Linked DNA regions of Rattus norvegicus: region 2 is linked to region 1. Evidence: chromatin contacts called from public Hi-C data. All regions are on one chromosome and are shown on one strand. The core of a region is the stretch at or near the end of the contact, and the rest is flanking DNA. Distances in the headings are between cores, read along the strand shown.

What was found. A called contact is a pair of places that touch in the nucleus more often than the background predicts.
Region 2: a Hi-C map of frontal cortex shows a contact between it and region 1, with 2.4 times the contacts expected there. The contact joins the promoter of Sync here to the promoter of Fndc5 in region 1. A contact is called at or near these places in 6 of 12 Hi-C or Micro-C datasets (the A7r5 cell line, frontal cortex, kidney and 3 more).

Annotation. Positions count from the first base shown.
Region 1 is chr5:146,766,151-146,769,703 of GRCr8, forward strand. Fndc5 (fibronectin type III domain containing 5) reads left to right here and starts at 1,909. Exons shown (of 6, transcript NM_001270981.2): 1 at 1,909-2,006. The coding sequence starts at 1,922.
Region 2 is chr5:146,914,992-146,918,544 of GRCr8, forward strand. It overlaps Sync (syncoilin, intermediate filament protein), which reads left to right and starts at 1,732. Exons shown (of 5, transcript NM_001108683.1): 1 at 1,732-1,904. The coding sequence starts at 1,855.

The DNA of each region.
Region 1 (3,553 bases), core at 659-3,158:
AGAAGGGAGAAGGTGCCCTGGCTGGGCTACCATCCATCCGGGAAGGTCCAAGTCCTAACAAGGCCCTCCAGGACAAGGTATGTGGCCAAGGAAACAGATGGTGCCGCGTGGTAGGGGCTCAGCCTGCCTATCATGGGAGTTCTGGGGATACAGAAGGCTGGGTGTTGTGATTGGACAGAAGAAACCCTGGGCCCCTTCCCATCTCATTCTTCCCCCTGGACCAGGTAGAAACATGGGGGGAAAGAATCCTTGGGTGAGCATTAGTACAGGAGAGTTCTGTGTTTGTTTTTCCCTCACGGCAGGGGGGTGGGGGAGGGGTCGCACCAAGCCCTGGTTTCTCTATCTCTGTGCCTCAGTTTCTTATTCTAAAGCTTGGGGAAGGATAGAAGATCTCGGAGGCTTCTGTGAGTGCCTTCTCCGGGAAGGGAGCCGCTGGTCAGGTTCTCTAGAAAACCTTTGAAATGAGTACCCCACCCAAGGGTGAACTTTCAGAAGGGGGGGTGTTTAGTATGACCAAGCATGGCCCTCTCTGTGTCGCAAAGCCAAAGGGCTCTCTCTGGTCAAGCCTCGCTCCTCAACCTTGGCTCTCTGACTGGGACTCCAGCCAAAGAAAGGAAGAGGCTGGGATTGAGGAAACTTCTGCTGCCCTGTAGTGATTCTTCTTAGGGGAAGGATAGTGCGTGTGGGTCGAAGTCTCCTCTCTGCCTCTAAGACCATCAAAGGAGTAGACAGAAGTGTGTGTGAGGACAGGCTGGCATCTGGCTGCTCCCAAGGTGACGAAGAAAGGGTTATCAACGTGCACTAATTAGCTGGCGCTATCTGCTACATCACTCCTGAGCCAGGCCGGAATGGGCATAGTGGTCCCGGAAGCCTCCAGAAACCACAGCCTCCGCCCCTCTGATCTCAGAGAAACATGGTTCCAGATTGTTCTTTTAATAATCTAGAAGGTGCCAGTTCTATAGAGAGAGAGCCTAGGTGCTGAGGTGTTAAAGTCACTCTGGGTGAGGAGTCTTGTTGAGTCAAGCCCAGCTTTGGAAATCGGGCACCTTGAATTCAAACCCTGTCTGTGCTGGGTCAAAACTATTCAAAACTGCAGTTTCACCTCCACGAAATGCCCACAGCCGAGTGGACCTTAAGGGGCTGCAGTGAGAACGAAGTCCCAAACCCAGGCCTGTGGAGTGTCTGCGCCTGGCAGATGTTCGCAGTGCTCTCGAGGGGATTAAAAATAGGCACAAGAAAAAGCAAAGACTGGTCTGAGGTCTCAGCTAGACCTCCGGAGAGTCAGAGGAGAGCCTTTTCAGCCCCAATGCACACATACTCCCCAGAGTATCTGGTCTGTACCCCCTCCCCCTTACACTCTACAGCTCGTGTGTGTGTGTGTGTGTGTGTGTGTGTGTGTGTGTGTGTCTGTGTCTGTGTCTGTGTCTGTGTCTGTGTCTGTGTCTGGGGTGTGGGCTGGAGTGAGAGATGGGGCACAGATGGACATCTCCCAGGCACTTGTCCTCCCTCTCCCCTGGAGAAGGGCCAGACCGGGCCAGGTCAGGGTTGAGGCTGGGACCGACCAAGGCGCGCTGCTGCGGCTCCTGTACCGGTCAGAGAGTGTGAGCCTCGGGCTCCCCGAAGCCCCTGGCTTCCTGGTAGCGGACAGACAGGGAAGCGGGGACAGGAGTGGGGGCGCCCTCGGTCCTCACCCCGCCCCCGCCCTCTCCCCGCAGCGGGGGCGCCCCGCCCCCCAGGCGCCCGACGTGGACGCGGCCGCTGCTGCCGCCGCCGCCACCACTGCCGCCGCCGCCGCCGCCGCGCGGGAGTCACCGTCCGCGGAACCGATATGCAGGCGGCGCGGGGCGGCGCGGGGCGGCCCGGCCGGGAGGGCCGCGGGCTGGAGCGAGAGTGCGAGCGGTCACCCGGCGTAGGAGCCGCCATGCCCCCAGGGCCGTGCGCCTGGCCGCCCCGCGCCGCTCTCCGGCTGTGGCTGGGCTGCGTGTGCTTCGCGCTGGTGCAGGCGGGTAAGGGGGCCCGGGGCGGGGGACAGGGGAGGGGGGCAGTTCCCCTCCCACGCTGCCACCGGGGAGTCCTCGATTCCCTTCCTGCTCCCTGAAGACCTTCTGTGTCACCTGGTCCCGACTCTCCTAACCTGACCCTAGCGCCTCCGAACCTTCTTGACCCCTAGACCCGTCCTTCAGCTCCTAAACCTCTTCTAGTCACCTCAGCCCTGAGTTTTTAAAGCATTTGCGTCTCCTGCTCCCTTCAGGCCATCCCCCAACCCTGAGTCTTTGCCTCAGCCACCTTTTCTGGCCCTGAGAGCAGCTGAGGACACTAGTTCCCCACCTTGGGCCTCCCTCTGTGTCCCCAAAGATCTCTCAGGGACCCGCGCACGCAGCTGCACCTCACTGTGCAGGAGCCACTATGAAGAGAACTGGAACCTGAGGTTGAAGGGTGTGGGTGGGGGCGCGCTAAGCCTACTGCAGTCAGTGTCTGGCCCACCCCACGGGGCCCTGCCTCCCCAGATCACCCCAATCTTGTCTCTCCTGGCGGTTGCTGCTGCTTCACTATCTCTTTCTCACCCTGCTTCTGTCTCCTTGTCAGTCTCTACTGCTCTACTTGTCTGATCTCTGGTTCTGTGACCTCAGCCACCTGTCTGTGTCCTTCTGTCCCTATCCATCTGCATGTCTGGCATAATCCTGGGGCCTTGAGTCCATTCATCTGAGGCGTGTGGTGTATGGCGTTACTGCTCAGGGCCAGGGCTTCTAATCACAGCACCTACTCTCTTGAGAGACAGAACCCCGTGTGACTCTACGCCCCTCTCCTGAAAGGTCCTTTTTGCCTGGTCCCCCCGCTGCTCTCCCACTTATCTCTGACGTTTCCCCATTCATCTTCTTCCTTCGTCTAGAAGGTCTCGCGCTATCTCCGTGTCTCTCCACCAAGGGACCCTGTTCTGAGTGCCCCCTCTTCTCTAACTTCCTCCATCCCTAGCAAGGGAGGACACACGGAGCATGGAGAGGCTCAAATAGACCCTTTCCTTTAGGTGCCCTCTGCCCAGCTCACTATGTGAGGCTGCCCCTCATTCCCAGGACAGGGCTCAGCTCCTCCTGGCTCTTCACCTCGGGGTCCGTCTCCTTCCCTCAAGGTCACTCACTTGACAGCATGAGGCTATAGAAAGAGCAATGGACCAGGAGTCCTTGCGACTGTTCTTTTTTTTTTTTTTTTTCCGGAGCTGGGGACCGAACCCAGGGCCTTGTGCTTCCTAGGTAAGCGCTCTACCACTGAGCTAAATCCCCAGCCCCGCGACTGTTCTTTTTATCAGACTAATCAGTTCCTGCAGTTCCATGCCTAACCACCTATCTGCTAGCTCTTCCCCTGGTTCAAGCCCAGCTCCCTCCATTTTATTTTAGGGCCCTTGGTTTGGCCAGTCGATTAGCCAGCAGGAGTCACAAGAGCCTGGGGCCTCTCAACTGAGGAGCTGAGAATTATGTGGCCCAGCTGAAGCCTTGGATCCTTTGCCCTCTCCACATGGCCTCCCCCAGCTTTCTCTTTACTGTATAAAGTGGGTCTG
Region 2 (3,553 bases), core at 482-2,981, 150 kb after region 1:
GATGGGGGTTGGGGATTTAGCTCAGTGGTAGAGCGCTTGCCCAGCAAGCTCAAGGCCCTGGGTTTGGTCCCCAGCTCTGGGAAAAAAAAAAAAGATTCTGCTCTGGGTATTTACAGGTTATTATTAATGTTCTTAAGGGATGGATGTATACAGGGCTTTGTATGTTTAGGTGAAGGGGGAGGCAGTCCCTGTCCTGTGATTGCCATCCTTGCTGCCTGTTGCCTAGCACCTTGGGGTAAACAGCAGGCTGGCAGGCCCTGCCCTTGCTCCCTTCCTTCTCTCTGACTGGCAACAGCTGTCCAGCAAGCAGCCGGAGGCTCTGCCAACCTCCTCCCCTGGAATATTTCAGGGATAAGTCAGAAAATGACCAACTGCCTCCGAATCTCTTCTTCCATAGACCTTACATGGGTATATTGGGTTGCTCTGGGCTTTTCCCTTCCTCCCTTTGCAGTCTACAAAAAGATGCAAATACACAGCCACAGGAGGCACTCCAGAGAGTATACAGCCGCCTTCAACACCCCTACCCCTACCTCTCAGCTGCCACGCTGGCACACGGCGCCCCCCTCCACCCCCAGGCTCACAATGGCACTCACTCATGGTGATGCACCTGCTCCGTAGTCGCTCCAGCCAGCACCCACTTCGCCTTAGGACATTCACACCTGACACAGTCACCCTGCTCTCACATCATAGAGTTGCATTCTCACACGTCCACCCAGGACAGGAATGATATCACACTGGGGATACGGACCCTAGACCCATCTTCCGCGGCACGCACGCACGGAATCTTCACCAGATGTTCCCAGATGTGGGCACATGGATCACCACGCACAAGCTACCCAGTCAACAGCACTCATCAGTCCTCATCCACCATCTCCTAGGCTGCTCTAAAGATCTGATTAAATGGTGTCCAGCTTTCTGGCTCTGGCCGCTGGGTGCACAGCATTCTTCTGCAATTGAATCAAAGCCCTCCTCCCTGACACAGGGACGAAGTGGAAAAAAATAATCAGAGCAAGAATGCCTGGGGCCCAGGTCTGGGAAGGGGCCCAGCAGCTCTCCTTGGGGGAGGGGGAGAGTGCCTTCAGTCTAAGCCGGGAAGTCTAACCCTGACACCACACCGGAGGGCCAAAGACTTAGGGGTGGGTGCATGCCTTGAAACACAACAGAAGTGGCTGAGCAGGAGCGACAAGTGGACCCTCAGAAGACCCTAAGAAACCTCCCAGGGCGAGGGGGAAAGACCTGAATTAAACAGACTCAACTTTACTGCCTTTCTGCAGTTCTTCCTCAGACGTGGCCCCCAGCTATCCCCAGACGCATGGGGTGTGGCAGTTAACACCCCCCCCTTCTCCAGCAGACGCCTTGCCCCACCCCGTCACGACAGCTGCGGGCCACCGAGAAGATGGCCTGGCTCCAAGCCCTTGCGCGGGTGGGGATCTCAAGGCGCCAACACGCGGGGTGCTGGGTCCCTCTGGGTACCCCACCAGTGAACCTTCCTCCCGCCTCGATTGAACTTGGGAGCTGCTCCCCCTGGGACTGAAAACCCCCTCTTCTCCTCACCATGCAACCAGGGCCAGAAGGAAAAGTGGAGAGATGGAGGGAACGTTCGCGAAGTGCCGCTGGGCCGCCCCCTCATCCCACCCCACCCCCACCCCTCCCACCCTCTCCCCGCCTCCAGGGCCGCGGGGGCCCGCGTCCTCCTCCCGCGGGCGATCGTCCGGCCAAGTGGGCGCGTCCCGCCCGGGCCGCGGGGATCTGGTGTCCGCTGCAGCTGGCAGTGCGGCGGGCGCCGGCACCGGCACAATCGCAGACGGCGTTGGCTATTAATAACGTTCCGGGCGAGCCCGGGGTCGTGCAGCCATGGCCAGCCAGGAACCCCTGCGCGGCGGGGACGGCGCCCGGGCCGCGAGGTAGGATCCTCCAGGGCCCGTGTCGCCGCCCGGTAGGACATGGGGTGCTGGGTGGGCTCCCATTTCTGACCCGCGTCCCCTTTCCCTTGGCTGTGGGTAGTGGTCCTGCCCGGGTGTGGCACGGGGCGGAGCCACGGGGGAAGGGAGATAGGAGGCCCTGGTTTGGGGACCTGACACCTCTTTTGGGTGGTTTGTGTTACTCCTTCCACAGGCTGAGAGGGATTAATCCTTTCAGGCTAGCAACCTGTCAAAACGTACTTGGCCTAACTGGCCAAAAGTGTAAGTTTTGTCTTTTTTTAGTCTTATTACTCATTCGCTTGTTATCGGAGCGAGGGAGAAAGAAACCATTTGAGAATTCACTGCATTTGAGCCACTTGGTGCAGGGTTGGGCACCTGCCAGGCTGAAGTTGGGTCTGTTCAGCCGGCTTGTTCTCCCTGGTGTGGCTCAGGGTGGAGGCCTAGCGAGGGGTTGTTCTCCTGGCCTAGCACTGGGCCCTGGCTGAACCTAACAGCTGTCCACACTGTAATTTTATCACTGGGGATTCTGCCACTCTGTCTTTGCCCCGGGTCACATTGTGGTCCAGGGACTTCCCAGTGTATCAAATTATGGGAATACTTCCTGGTCCCCCCTGTTGTCACATGAGAAGACAAAGCTAAGCTGGGTCTTAACACACTTCTCCTGGATTCCCTACACACATACTAGTAAGCTCTGACCGGGCACGAATTCTTCTTTGCATGACAAATAAGACACGTCCAAGTCACAGTCTGACAGACAGCGTAAAGAAGTTGTCCAAGCCCCCTGGGACAGAGACAGAGTGGAAGAAGCCTTGAGGTCAGGGGCCCCGGCTGGGCACTGTCCCTTTCTTGCTTGGCCTCCCGTAGTCCGCTCCTTTGCCTTCTCAAGACAGCTGAAGACAACTTCTGGTACCCAGGGTGGTGTGGCAGCCTGGAAGTCAGGAGGCTTGGGTTCTATGCCACAGACCTGTGCCACTTAACCTTGGGCACAGTCATCTGGGAGTTCAGTTGGCTTTCTGTTGCCTTCCAAGGTCCCCACAAGTAGCCCTGTCCTCAGGCTGTTTGCTCTCACCCAGTGCTCTCCCTTCATAATCTAATGTCCCTACTCCCAAAGGTGAGCTGCGTTCAGAACGTCATGAAGACACAGTGGGTGTTTGTTGGGGGACATGGTACCAAGTCGATGGAGTTGGAGGATTTTTAGACTTTTTTTTTTTCCGGAGCTGGGGACCGAACCTAGGGCCTTGCACTTGCTAGGCAAGCGCTCTACCACTGAGCTAAATCCCCAACCCCTTAGACATTCCTTTTTTTTTTTTTTAAAGATTTATTCATTTATTATATATAAGTACACTGTAGCGTCTTCAGATACACCAGAAGAGGGCATCTGATCTCTTTACAGATGGTTGTGAGCCACCATGTGGTTGCTGGGAATTGAACTCAGGACCTCTGGAAGAGTAGTCGGGTGCTCTTAACTGCTGAGCCATCTCTTCAGCCCCCCTTAGATATTTCTTTTTTTTTTTTTTTATTCTCTTTTTTGGAGCTGGGGACCGAACCCAGGGCCTTGCACTTGCTAGGCAAGCGCTCTACCACTGAGCTAAATCCCCAACCCCCCTTAGACATTTCTTAAGTAAACAGAT